2 separate regions of the Mus musculus genome follow, and region 1 is linked to region 2. A link is a contact called in public HiChIP or PLAC-seq data. All regions are on one chromosome and are shown on one strand. The core of a region is the stretch at or near the end of the contact, and the rest is flanking DNA. Distances in the headings are between cores, read along the strand shown.

Evidence for each region. HiChIP or PLAC-seq counts read pairs in DNA pulled down with a chosen protein or histone mark.
Region 1: a contact with region 2 is called in a FOXA1 HiChIP or PLAC-seq map of pancreatic cancer cells. The contact joins two enhancer-like sites. A contact is called at or near these places in 1 of 39 promoter capture datasets (cranial neural crest), 4 of 115 datasets of contacts at active chromatin or transcription factors (embryonic basal ganglia, embryonic stem cells, memory CD8 T cells and 1 more) and 3 of 9 other capture datasets (adipose tissue, liver and pancreatic islet).

What each region holds. Positions count from the first base shown.
Region 1 is chr17:35,746,804-35,754,214 of GRCm38.p6, reverse strand. No RefSeq gene overlaps it. Among named protein-coding and RNA genes, the nearest start is that of 4833427F10Rik, 22 kb to the left of the region's middle. Within about 2 kb of position 1,849, at least 117 of the 459 cell types and tissues checked have an H3K27ac peak or open chromatin away from gene starts, as enhancers often do. A contact at or near this core is called in pancreatic cancer cells, where this site is marked.
Region 2 is chr17:35,598,487-35,605,344 of GRCm38.p6, reverse strand. No RefSeq gene overlaps it. Among named protein-coding and RNA genes, the nearest start is that of Gm41577, 13 kb to the right of the region's middle. Within about 2 kb of position 3,839, at least 32 of the 459 cell types and tissues checked have an H3K27ac peak or open chromatin away from gene starts, as enhancers often do. A contact at or near this core is called in pancreatic cancer cells, where this site is marked.

The DNA of each region.
Region 1 (7,411 bases), core at 600-3,099, 150 kb before region 2:
TGGAGCTGAAGTTACAGTCAGTCAGGTGCTGGAATTGAATTTGGGTCTTCTGCAAGGGGAACACATACGTTTAACCCCTTGTCCTACTTAGGGTTTCCAGAGCTGTGAAGAGACACTATGACCAAAGCAACTCTTCTAAAGGACAACATTTAATTGGGGCTGGCTTACAATTTCGGAGGTTCGGTCCATTATCGTCATGGCAGGAAGCATGTTAGTGTGCGGGCAGACATGATGCTGAAGAAGCTGAGAGTTCTACTTATTGGTCCAAAGGCAACTAGAAGAAGGCTGTCTTCAGGCTGCTAGGAGGAGTATCAAAGCCCCACCCTCAAACTGGCACAAGGCCACACCTACTCCAACAAGGTCACACCTCCTCCAAAAAGGCCTTCTAATAGGGCCACTCCTTGGACCAAGCATATTCAAACCCCACACCCCTGAACCATCTCTTCAGCCCTTCCAACAGCAGAACTGGAGAGATGTCTCAGAGGTGACGCACACTCATTGGCTGTTCTTCCTGACCCAGGTTCAGATCCCAGTACGCGTATGGTGGCTCCCAATTGTCTTTAACTCCAGTTCTAGGGGCTCTAACACCACCTCCTTCTGGTCTCCACAAACACTGTAAGGAGGAGGTACACAGCCACACATGCAGAGAAAACACCCATACACATACATTTTTGTAAATTAAATAACAATCCCGAATTCTGGTTGTTTGTCTTCAGGGAGCCCAGTTCTCACTGCTGGTAGTGAGAGAAGCTGGGCTGGTGGTCTCTCCGATGAGGGTCTCTCTATGCCTCTCTATTATATAAAGAAAGTCTGAATTATCTCTTAGCTTGAAGAGGTTTCCCCCCCCCCTCTAGAAGACAAAGTTCATTTTCCTACCCATCTCTCATCTCTTTATCTAAAGGTGTAGCCATGGATGCCTGAAATCTCCAGGTGCGGTGAGAAGCCCTGGGTCAAATATAAGATGGTGAAGTGGTTGAGGGAAGACACCTGACAGCGACCTCTGGCCTCCACACACACGTGCACAGGCACCTGCATGCACACGTGTGCTCACAATCAGGAACACATCCACACGCCCACACACACCACACACATATACACACACAAAGGAAGCGGGGCTGGGCTGTGGGGAAGAAGGATGCCACATCTGCAGTCCTCTCCAGCCCCATCCCTCTCCCCACCGCCTTGACCTCCCTGAAGGCTTGCTCCCTGCTCAAGATCACAAGGGAGCTACCCTCACAGAACCTAGGCTTTGCAGCCAATTTTTTTTTTTTTTTTTGCGCGGGTGGGGGTGGGGTTGGGTAGGGGTCACATAAACTTCCTCGAAGTCCATCAACCTCTTGTTACTTAACTCCACGTTTCCTGTTTATTTGTTGGGTTTTCCAAGGTGCGATTTGCATATAATTCAGGAACTGTGAGTAGTAAGAGTCCCTGTCCCAGTCCCCACCCCCAGCCCCCTGCTTGCCAACTGGCCGATTTTTAGGAAGCACAATTGTTACTGAAACACTTGGAGGCTCCCTGCTGTGGGTGATCCTGCAATGTGGACCTGTGCCCACACATCACAGGAAGGCCACAGAGAAGAAGATTGTCCACGCCCCTTCCTCCTCTTTTCCAAAGCCCTCATCCCTAACTGAAAATGCTTTCATGTTTCAAATGTGACCCAACAGATAACCCGGGCCACCAGGAAGGTTGGACCAGTACCACCCTGCCCACAAACTCCAACAAAGTCTGGTAAACAGGGCTGAATGCTAACCAGTGTGGTTAGGTCATGGGCTGCCTGCCCAGAGGAAGGAAGGAAGAAGCCGCTCTTTCTAACTCACATAAAATCGTGAAAGGGGCTCCTTGTTGCCAAGCTTGGGCGTGTGTGCCAGCTGCCTGTGTCAGCAGGAACACTCTATTGTGTGTTACTGTCTCTGTCCCTCTAGAGCCTCACGCATGACAGGCAGGGGCTCAGTCCCTTAGCTACACCCTGCAGCAGCCCAGTAGAGCATGATGGTCCCTCCTGTAATCTTCACAATCTCTATGGAAAGTAGAGACAGGAGGATTCCCACAAGTCATTGAGTTATTATTTTTTATTATCTATTGGTTTTTTTAAATAAACATTTACTCATTTATTTTATGTATATGAGTAGACCATTGCTCTTTTCAGACACACCAGAAGAGGCCATCAGACCACCATTACAGAGGGTTGTGAGCTACCACGTGGCTGCTGGGACTTGAACTCGGGACCTCTGGAAGAGCAGGTGATGCTCTTAACCGCTGAGCCATCTCTCCAGCCCCTATCTATTGGGTTTGGTTGTGGTGCTTTTGAGATCAAGTCTGTTGTAGCTCAGGCTGACTTCAAACTACTATACAGCCAGGACTGGCCTTGAATGCCTGACCCTCCACAGGCAGACATGGCACTGGAGAGGAGCTGAGAGTCATATATCTGGATCATCAAGCAGCATGAAGGGAGGGAGAGAGAGAGAGAGCCACTGGGCCTGGCTGGAGCTTCTGAAGCGTCAAAGCCCACCCTCAAGGACACACTTCCTCCAATAAGGCCACGTGTCTCAATCCTTTCAAGTAGTGCTGCTCCTATGTGAGCACTTTTGTTCAAACTGAGGCACCACAAAGAAGAAGAGGAAGGAGAGGAGAGGAGGAGGGGGGAAGAAAAGGGGATGAAGGAGAGGAGGAGGAGGAAGAAGAAGGAAAAGAAGAATGAGAGGGAGAAGGAGGAGGAGGAGAAGAGGAGGAAAAAGAAAACAAGGAAGAGGAAGAAGAAGAAGGAGGAGGAGGAGGAGGAGGAGGAGGAGGAGACTCTCTAAAGTTGTCTTCTGATCTCTACACACAAGCACCATGGCACCTCTATCCACCCCCATCACAAATACATATCTCATCAAAAATAAGTTATAAAAACCTATAAAATAAGCATTTAAGGAAAGTATGCGATAGATAGCATAGTGGCAAAATAAAGAGGGAAGTATTGATTTTTTAATTAACAGCTTCATAGATGAACATTATAGATGTGTATTGTGACTATACTGTGATCATATTCACCTCATAACCTCTCATCTCCTCCCTCCTCCTGCTGATCCCTTCCTTCTTCCTAGTCCTCCTCTTCCCCTTGTGTCTTGTGTGCCGGCACATGTGAGTAATAAGGCAGTCAGCTGCTGTGTGCTCATGGTTACAATGGCCATGCCATATGCAGAACACCAAGGCCCGCAGCATCCTTTGTGGTCTTTGCATCTTCTCTCTCGCTATGTTCGTTTGGGGCAAACTATCCAACAACCCCTTACTCTCAGCACTAGGCTTAGCTGGCCTAGTAATGGGTCTCTAACTCCTGGAAAAGACTTCTCTGGTTAAGGCTGAGCACTCAACTAGCCTATTTAGAGTAAGCACAAATATTTAGAAGGCAGTTTTACTACACGGTATATTAGCAAAACATCTGTAGTAGATTCTCTCTTGGAGCCTGCAATCTCCCCAGTCCATAGGGTTTTAACCGGGTTTACAATGCTAGAGGTTTATATCTTCTTGTGGAATCCAAGTAGAGAGTGGCTGTTCCCAGAACAGTTACACTACTAAGGCAATCCTTGGTAACATCTAGCCCGGTGGGTCCACACTGTGGCCTGTAGTGTCCACAGATGGCTAAGTGTATTGATTTTTCTTCCCAACAGCATGCATAGCACCATCTGGTGCTGTGAACGCTAGGCAGCAGGAGGAAGCTTCCAGCTTAGTTCCAGTTTGATTCTGTGTGTGTGTGTGTCTGTCTGTCTGTCTGTCTGTCTGTCTTATATTCAGAGTGTGAGGTGTCTTCAGCAGAAAAGTCTTACTCTCTAGCTCTGATGGGCAACCAAGAGCCATGACAGTAGCCGAAGTTATAATGGGGACTCCTGGGTGTTCTCTGATCAACAATCCATAAAAAAGTATTCTACACCCAGAAGTGGGTTTTTTGACTTAACATACTATAGCTGTGAGATCATCGGGCACCGATATTGGGTATCTCTCCTGATACTTTTTAATGAGCTTATAAAGTAGTAGTTTTCTATGCTTCCTCTTCACACATCCTTCCCCTAACCTCCCACACCCTCATCCTATTCCAGGTTAAAGCTTTCCACCCTGCACCCACATCTAACTCGGCCCCAGGCATTGTTCCCTTAGGGAGAGTCATCATATTGAATGTGGTTTGCCAATGTGTGGACCGTAAAAAGCACTCAGGTTGGCATTATGGAAGGAATGGGTTGAGTCCCTGCAGTGTTGTCTCATGACCTGAGGTGATGAAACAACCCACTCTTTTCCCTATCAGTCATCAGCTGACACCCACGGGGAACAACAGAACAAGTCGCTGCCTGTGGCTGCTCTTCCAGGCGAGGTTTGCAGTTTTGCTGCCTCCTCAGCTCGAAGAGGTATTTCTCAGCAACCTCCTCCATCTCTCTTGGCAGCTCATCTTGATGCACTCTGGCAGAGTGGTCGATTCTGCCTCTCACGACATGTCGTCACCCTCTCTCCCCGGAAATGCTACTTCCTCGGGCCTCTTGTACCTGAGGTGGTCCAGAAGTGGAGGTTACACCTTGTACCCATGGCACACAAAGCAGTGTGAAGATGTCAAGCAGAGGGTTGGACCCTTAGTGACTCTTTAAGGAGCTTTATCAGCCTATTTTCATTTGCCTTTCATGACCCAAAGGGTTCTTGAACTCACTATGTACCCGAAGTTGACCTTGAACTCCTGATCCTCCTACTTCCCCCTCCGAAGGCTGGGATTACAAGTACGCTTTCACTTCTGGTTTTGCATTGAGATTTTGTTATAAAAAGAAGTCAGGTATTAGGAGCTGGAGAGACAGTATAGCAGTTAAGAACACTTGCTGCTCTTGAAGAGGACCGGGCTCAGTTCCCAACACCCATATTGTAGCTCTGAATCTGTCTATAACTAGATCTGATACCGGCCTCTAGCCTTAGAAGGTGTGGTTTGCAAATGGTGTACAAGTGTGTGTGTGTGTATAAACCTTTTAAAAAATATATCAAGTACAGGGTTAACTAGCCCAACCTTTCTCTGTGTAAGTTTGCTTGGTGCAGAAGAGGGTGGATGTACACAGAGTTTAATCTGTCCTTGACTCTCAGGCTGCTCCCCCAAATTTCTTCCCAGATCCAAAATGCACACACATGAAACCCCTACATTGCTTCCTTCTCTCTCTCAAGCCCTGTACCTTCTCACAGAAGATTACACAGCATTTTGGTATTCTTGTTTTCTCTTTGTAAATTGGAGGATTTAATTCCTTCATAGCATTATGTGTTAAGAATTCTAGCTCTCTGCCGGGTGGTGATGGCGCATGCCTTTAATCCCAGCACTTGGGAAGCAGAAGCAGGTGGATTTCTGAGTTCGAGGCCAGCCTAGTCTACAAAGTGAGTTCCAGGACAGCCAGGGCTATACAGAGAAACCCTGTCTCAAAAAACAAAAACAAAAACAAAAACAAAAACAAAAACAAAAAACAACAACAAAAGAACTCTAGCTCTGTGCACCCCCTAACCCCAGCAATTTGAGAAGACTGAGCAGGAGGAATGTTTCAAGTCTGAGTCCAGACTAAATCTCACAATGTAACCCTGTCTTGACAAAACAAACAAACCCAACAAACCCATCAAAGAAACAAAAACCCCTAACCTCATACTCTCTTACCAGTGCCTCTTATTGCTGTTCAGTTCTCCTCCCTCTCTCTCTCTCTCTCTCTCTCTCTCTCTCTCTCTCTCTCTCTTAGGGTCTGTCCTGGTTAGTTTTTTTGTCAACTTGACACAAGCTAGTGTCATCTGAGAAGAGGAATCTCAGTTGAGAACCTCAATCAGATGGCCTGTAGGCAAGTCTACAGGGCATTATCATGATGAATGTAGAAAAGCCCAACCTTTGGGTCTTTGGGAAGGTGGTCCTGAGCTCTGAAAAGAAACAGGCTGATGGAAGAGAACAGGAAGCCAGCAAGCAGCACCCCTACATGGTATCTACCCCAATTCCTGCCTCCAAGGTTTCTGCCTTGGCTTCCCTCAAAGGGCTGTGACTCAGGGTATAAAAGCCAAATAAAATCCTTTCCTTCTCAAGTTGCTTTTATCACAGCAATGGGAAGCAAACTAAGATAGGAACTCTTCACAGTGGAAGGAGAATCTCTACTGCCAACTTCACATCAGAGGGCATCAATCAGATTCCTCTCCCGGATCTTCACTCCCTTTCTTATGAACAAAGGCCTGTGATGCGGTGGCCTGTGGATTAAAGCGTACACTGTACCTAATAGAGCATTTCTTCCCTGGGTGTCACGGGTGGTCAGTCTGACCTGGCCATTGCTAGTTTAATTGTGAAGTCCCTTAAGCCATTGTTTTTGCCCAGGGTCTCCACACCCGCTGGAAGAATGTCAAGCAGGAAAAAACTCCTGAATTTTTTGTTTTGGCTTGTTTTTTTTTTTTTTTTTCATCGAGACAGAGTTTTTCTGTATAGCCCTGGCTGTTCTGGAACTCACTCTATAGACCAGGCTGCCTCAAACTCAGAGATCCACCTACCTCTACATTCCCAATGCTGGGATTAAAGACGTTTTTTTGTTGTTGTTTTTTTCAAGACAGGGTATCTCTGTGTAGCCCTGGCTGTCCTGGAACTCACTCTGTAGACCAGGATGGCCTTGAACTCAGAAATCCACCTGCCTCTGCCTCTGCCTCCCAAGTGCTAGGATTAAAGGCGTGCGCCACCACTGCCCAGCGATCACTGGGCATTTACAGTGGTCAACTGTGTGTCAGCATTTTTCTGTGACTTTCATAGGTTCCTTCCTTCCTTCCTTCCTTCCTTCCTTCCTTCCTTCCTTCCTTCCTTCTCTTCTTCTTCTTCTTCTTCTTCTTCTTCTTCTTCTTCTTCTTCTTCTCCTCCTCCTCCTCCTCCTCCTCTTTCTCCTCCTCCTCCTCTTTCTCCTCCTCCTTCTCCTTCTTCTTCTTTTTAAGATTTATTTATTTTATATGTTAGTACACCTGTCACTTGTCTTCATGCATACCAGAAGAGGGCATCAGATTCCATTACAGATGGTTGTGAGCCATCATGTGGTTGCTGGGAATTGAACTCAGGACCTCTGAAAGAGCAGTCAGTGCTCTTAACCACTGAGCCATCTCTCCAGCCCTAGACTTGCTTTTCTTATCAGTATATGTACCGACATTATTTTCTGTATGTAGGATTTGGAAAGGCTTGGAAAGTCCTTTATACTCATGGTTCCTGTTTTCATATTCCTATTAATAAGCTTAGTTGCTTTAAAATTACATCTACATATCACGTGCATGCACATGTATGTGGGTGAACGTTTGGTTGCATGTGTACCATGTCTGACAAGTGGGGGTCAGAGGAGAATATGTTGGAATTGCATTTCTTCTTCCAAAGGATCAAACTCAGGCCATCCAGGTTGGTGGTAAGTGCCTTTGACCACTA
Region 2 (6,858 bases), core at 2,590-5,089:
TAGCATGGGGTAACTGACCACACTCATCAGTCCCACACTTGAAATATTCAAATTTCAAATCAACCTCCAACTGTCCCCCACTTTCTTTTATTTTTTTCAGTATAGCCCAGACTGGCCTCAAACTCACTATGTAGCTGATGATAGCCTCGGACTTCTGACCCTCCTGCGTCAACTTCTTGAACACTGGGATTACATGTGCACACCACCACACTAGTGCAGTTTGTATGAAGTTCTGGGGCTCAAACCTGGGTTCTAGGAATGGTAGGCAAGAACCAACAAGGCCACTTAAACCCAGCTCAACTTCCAAGCCCTTCCCAAGGCTTCATAGACTCTTGATCCCTGCCCCATCTCCACCCGACACCCACTTTTCTACCACAATCCCTTCCCTTTCTACTTCTAGAACTCGTTCATTCATCTGTTTTTATATCTTTGAATGTCAGCTTCAAAAGTACTTGTATTTTTCTATCTTTTTAAAAAATGATCTATTTTATTTGTTTTATGTATATGAGTACACTGTAGCTGTACAGATGGTTGTGAGCCTTCATGTGGTTGTTGGGAATTGAATTCAGGACCTCTGCTCGCTCTGGTCAGCCCCACTCACTCTGCTTGGCCCCACTTGGCCCCAGTTACTCAGTCCCTGCTCACTCTGGCCCAAAGATTTATTTATTATTATAAATACACTGTAGCTGTCTTCAGATACACCAGAAGAGGGCGTCAGATCTCATTATGGGTGGTTGTGAGCCACCATGTGGTTGCTGGGATTTGAACTCAGTTCCTTAGGAAGAGCAGTCAGTGCTCTTACCCCGTGAGCCATCTCTCCAGCCCATATTTTTCTATCTTGTCCACTAAAAGTTAATGACAACAGATAGTAGTCACTCATGAAATATCAGTTATGTGACTGTTAGCATCCTCCCATCTCATGGCCTGTGCACACATACTGGTTCATGCACACACCTAAATGCTCTAAGGTCCTTCCTCTGCCAAGAAGCCAGATTCCCGACGGGCACGGCCACAGCTTACTCAGTCACACGTGATATAAAGTTAAAACTCCCACAGTATAGCCCTTTCACAATGCGGTCTGTGCTGTTCTCTGCAACCTGATCCATCCTCTGTCCCCCATTCTGCTTCTAGGCCCAAGCCCCTCTGCCAGGAGTCTGGCCAATTCCCTTTATAATAAACCAATCTCTGATACAGATGCATTGGAGTTGGGAGGGGAAATAAAGTCAGCGTCTGGCCACACATCATAGGCAGGGTCTGCTCCTGCAGTCTCCAACAGCAGTCGCACGGCCGATAGCTACACATTTCGTGGTCCTCCAGGTTCACGTGGCTTTAATTTTTTCTGAAATCCTCTCGCCATGGTTTTGACTTACAAAGAGACCACCTCCTTCCTTCCTTCAGCTCTCACCTACTTTCTCCCTAACTCTGACCCTAACCCTAATTGCAGACGCCGCTATGAGCTTGTAAGATGCTTCCTCTAAACAAACCTTTGCGTTCTTTATGATAGTCAGATGACAGTAAGGAAAGAATACATGCAGAATGTCTGGGCAGGGCACCCGTGTCCCAGGGGATCATGGGTAACATTTGGTCCTACCGGGGGCGGGGAATCAGAAGAGGGCAGAAAGCAGGCATGAGGTGGACGAGAAGAAGGCTGTGCCTTGACTCTAACTGACCGACCGTGGTAGCCGGAGGACATTAAACTTAGGCTCCACCTGCTGGGTTTTGCTGGACTGTGCCAAGGCCACTGAGGGCTCCTTGGACTGGTGAGTCTCAAACTTGTGTGCATAAGTATTACCTGATAGAGGTAAAGTACGTGTTTCTGTCTCCCCCAACCTGCTTCCTTTTGGCTATCTTCTCTAGAGGGATACAACGCCATTTGGAAGGTTGCTGTGTGCATTCTGGGCCCTCCACTTTCTCTTCATGCACTATATCTGTGAAACCTTGCAAAAGACCGGAGTATCAACAGAACTGCCCCACTGTGACCACAAGCCACTGCCTCCTGCACGCAGGTGTATGGTAGTTACGGCTGAGAGCTGGCTCTGGAGTCAGACTTCTTTGAATTAAGCCTGCCCCACCACTGTCTGCCAGGAACCAGTTGCTTTATTTGCTTACTTTCAGTCTCCTTGTCTCTAAAATTTGGAAGATAACAGATCCTATCTCATGGAGACACTGTACGGATTTTCGGCATTGATTCCTATGTGGGCGGCACTTTGCACAATGCTTGGAACATAGACCCAGTAAGTGACTGGCTATCATTATTGTCGTTATAAGTAGTATAATATACTAATGTAATAAATAATATGATAAAATATTATTAGTATATTAGTGTAATATACTAATAGTGGCAATAATGATATTGTCCCATAGGTAATATAATATACTAATTAATATAAGTATGTTAGTAGCTGCTAAACTAAGCTAACCCTGCAATGGAAATGACCAGCCACTCTCTCTCCCCAACCCCACTCCAGGCTCCTGTCAGAGCATCACAAGCTCTGACCCTGGAGAACCCACAGCAAATCTCCCTGGAGCCACCTGTGGCAGCTCCTGGGACCTGTGGATCCAGCATAGTGACCACAGCCTCCAACATCAACATCATAGTAGCTACAACCCCAGCGTCACCAGCACAAGGCCACCCACTGCAGGAAGCAAAGGGAGAGCCTAACCAGGCCAGCTGAGGCCATGGGAAGTCACCCTAACTGCAATGGTCTCCATGGTTGTGGCCTCGGCCGTGGCTGTGGCTGTGGCTTTGATTCTTGCTGCAGGGCTTGTAGCCTCTCTTGTTGAGTATCTACAGAGTCTACAAATCTTTTTTCCTAACCAGGAGTTCAGGCAAATGAAGACAGAGGGCTGGAGAGCAGAGGCTGTCTGCACGGGTAACAAGAGGGACTGAGGAAGAGTTACACAGAAATGGCGGGCTAGAACTAGCAAGACAGAACATTGGAGAAGCTAGGTGCTATCCAGAAGATGCTAAAGAGGGGGATCAGGGTAGAAGACCCCCTTAGGGGTGAGCTCCCACAGGGCTAAGAGTGCAGAGGATGAAGGGATGGGAAGGGGGGACACGCCCCTGAGGTGTTGCCCTTGCCTGAGAAGCCTCACACCAAACCTGAACCACCCCCACAGCCCCAGCCACGGGCTGCACCCTCAAGCCTATCACCAGCCAAGTGCCACTGGACTCGACTGCAGAGACCAGAGTCCTCCTGCAACCGTGGAGCTGACTGGGAGATACTGTACCTGAGCATCCCAAAAGGTGACCTGGGGGTACCCAGAGGGGCAGGTTCCCCTGTCTCCATGGCAACCAAGCAGCCTCCCTCCCACTTGGCTGCCCACCAGGAAAAAGAGGAGTGTAGGCTGTGACTGTGTGATTAAACAAAATAAATGAACCTAATCCCCATCGGAGCCCAAGTATGGGCACATCACATGACACATCACGGAGGAAGGTGCCACACCCCAGTGTTACAGTTTGCTCACTGTTGCTGTGATAAATTTTGTACTGAAAGCACCTTGGGTTGTGGGGGGGTGGGGGGCAAGCAAGGGTTGGAGGAGGGAGGGTTTGTTTGGCTTACATTTATCTCCAGGGCAGAAGCTCGCAGGAGCCCGGAGGCAGGAACCATGGGGAAGTTGCTTGCCGGCTCACTCTCTCCTGCTCTCCTGCTTAGTTAGCTTGCTCGCTTTCTTTCTTTCTTTCTTTCTCTCTCTCTCTCTCTCTCTCTCTCTCTCTCTCTCTCTCTCTCTCTTTCTTTCTTTCTTTCTTTTCTTTTGTTAGCTTTCTTACACAGCCAGGACTATCTGCCCACACCCACATTCCAGCTATCCACGGTGGGCTGGGCCATTCTGCATAAGTTAGCTATCACAGAGACCTCCCACAGATGCGCCCACAGGCAAACCCAATCTAGGCAATTCCTCCATTGAGGTTTCCCTCACAGGTGTGTCAAGTTGACAGTTGAGGCTAACCATGAAGCCAGGAGACACCCTTCCCAGAATTCTCCCAGTCCCCAAATCCCTTGAGTGAAGTTGGGGGGGGGGGAGCAGGTGTGGACTTCAGGTTTGTGCTGTGCAGTGAGTGAGACACAGTTTCTGTGAGACAGACCAGGGTTGGGGTTGTGGGGGACTATGGATGTATGGATGTGTCTTGCTGATGATGGGGCTGCCCCGGTTCAGGCCACATCCTCTCTCAACAGTCAGTTCCAGGACTGAGTGCAGGTAACACCACCTGTCTCTAACCAGCCTTGTCCTGCAGAGAGAACTGCACCTTCAGGCATGGCCTGCACTTTTGTTCTTGAACCTGGTGCTCAACAGGCCCTAAGAAGCAGCCCTCTGACAAGGTCACCATGAGATCTCTCCAGAGGCTGGGCCAGTGTTCTTCCTCAGGGCTTCCAGGTCGCCTGGCTTGCCCACAAAGCTGCCAAGTCTCCTCTGCCCCTAGGTTCTCTCAGCCTGGGGCTTGACCAGAATCTCAGGACCTGAGTTGTTTCTCTGTGCACAGTTCACAGTGATATCGACAGAATAGGAGCCGTGTAATGTGAACAGCATTGTCAGTAGAAAATAGGGCTCTCATAAAATTCAAGAACGGAAGCTGGGATTGGTCATGAAGACCTTTGATCCGGGCTACCGAGAGGCTGAGGCAGGAAGATTTAAGACCAGTATCAGCAATTTGCTGAGCCTTGTCTCAAAACAAAAAATAAATTTAGTGTCTGGGGTGATGGCTATGGAGTAAAGTGCTTGTTGTACGAGCATGAGGACCTGCGTCTAAAACTCCCACACTAAAAAAAAAAATAAAAATTTAAAAGGCTGGGCATCGAGTGCATCTTTCCTGGGGAGTTGGAGAGGTGGATCCCTGGGCTTGCTGGCTAGCCAGACAGCCAATCAGCAAGCTCAAAGATAAATGAGAGACCATGTCTCAAAAGTAAGGAGGAGGGGCTGGAGAGATAGATCAGTGGTTAAGAGCACTGGCTGCTCTTCCAAAGGACCCAGGTTCAATTTCCAGCACCCACATGGCAGCTCAAAGCTATCTGTAACTCCAATTCCATGATCCAACACCCTCACACAGATATACATGCAGGTAAAACACCAGTTCACATAAAAAAATAAAATAAAATAAATAAGTTAAGTGAAACCAATACAGGAAGATGCTAGATGTCACCTCTGGCTCACACACACACACATACACACATGTGCCTACACATACATACATACACACATACACACATGCTCACACATATGTGTTCACACACATACACATGCTCCATGTACATATGTCCACACACATGCTCACACACACATACATGTGCTACACACATGCTCATACACATGTGCTTATACACACACATACATATATATTCATATGTACCACACACGTTTGCTCACACTCACATGTGCTTACACACACACACACATATACATATATATACACACATACACACACACACACACACATATATATATATATATTTACACACAGGTACTACACACACGTGCTCACACACGTTTTCACTCATATATATACACACACACATACACATGTGCTCTCACACACATATACACACGTGCTCCATTCCCACATTTGCTCGCACACATGAACACCTGTATGCATGCGCACACAAGTATCTTTTAAAGAGCTAGGAGTATGGCTTAGTAATATATACAGGCTGTCTAGCACGTATATTTAATCTCTAGTACTCAAGGGAGGAAGGAGGCCAGGAAGAAGGAAGAAAAAAAGAAAATGAAATGAACCTGGCCATGGTAGCGCATAACTTTAATCCCAACACTCCAGAGGTAGAGGCAGGTGGGTCTCTGTGAGTTCCAGGACTGCCAGTACTACAGAGAGAGACTCTGCCTCAAAAATAAACAAACGAATACACACAGAAAAGCAAAAAGACAACACAGGTAAGACTGACTTACGGTGACTGGGTCTCCTGAGAATGGAGTTGTAGAAAAGGAAGCTTCCTTGGTACCGGAAACAGTTGATATGTTGGCTGTGCTCTTACTGGCACAGCTAAAAATGTGTCAAGATTGGGCTAAAGAGACAGATCCGTGGTTAAGAATGTTGCTCTTTCTGAGGACCCTGGTTTGGCTCCCAGCAATGCATAGCTGCTCATAACCATCTGTAATTCCAGTCCCAGGCACTCTGATGCCCTCTCCTGACCTGCAAGCAACACGTGCACATGGGGCCCTCACATACGTGTAAAATGTCCATACACATAAAATAAAAATAGGGACTGGAGAGATGGCTCAGCGGTTAAGAGCACTGACTGCTCTTCCAGAGGTTCTAAGTTCAATTCCCAGCAACCACATGGTGGCTCACGACCATCTGTAATGGGATCCGATGCCCTCTTCTGGTGTGTCTGAAGAGAGCAATGGTGTACTCATATGCATAAAATAAATAAACAAATCTTTAAAAAAAACAAAATAAAAATAAATAAATAAAAATAAATTCAATGTTTAAAAACCATAAGATTTATGAATATTTAAGATCTGTACAAGAAGAAGAAGAAGAAGAAGAAGAAGAAGAAGAAGAAGAAGAAGAAGAAGAAGAAGAAGAAGAAGAAGAAGAAAACAACATCCGGGCATGGTGGCACATGCCTATAATCCCAGCACTCGGGAGGCAGAGGCAGGCAGATTTCTGAGTTCGAGGCCAGCCTGGTCTACAAAGTGAGTTCCAGCAGGACAGCCAGGGCTACACAGAGAAACCCTGTCTCGAAAAACCACAGGGGGGGAAAAAAAGATCTGTACATTACAGTGTTGTAAATTTTACCGCGTTAAAATAAGAACAATGTAAAGGGTTTTATAAAATGATATCCTGAAGCAGTGATTCATTGCTCAGCTACCTGATTCGTCACAGAGCTCTCTCCTCTTCAGCCA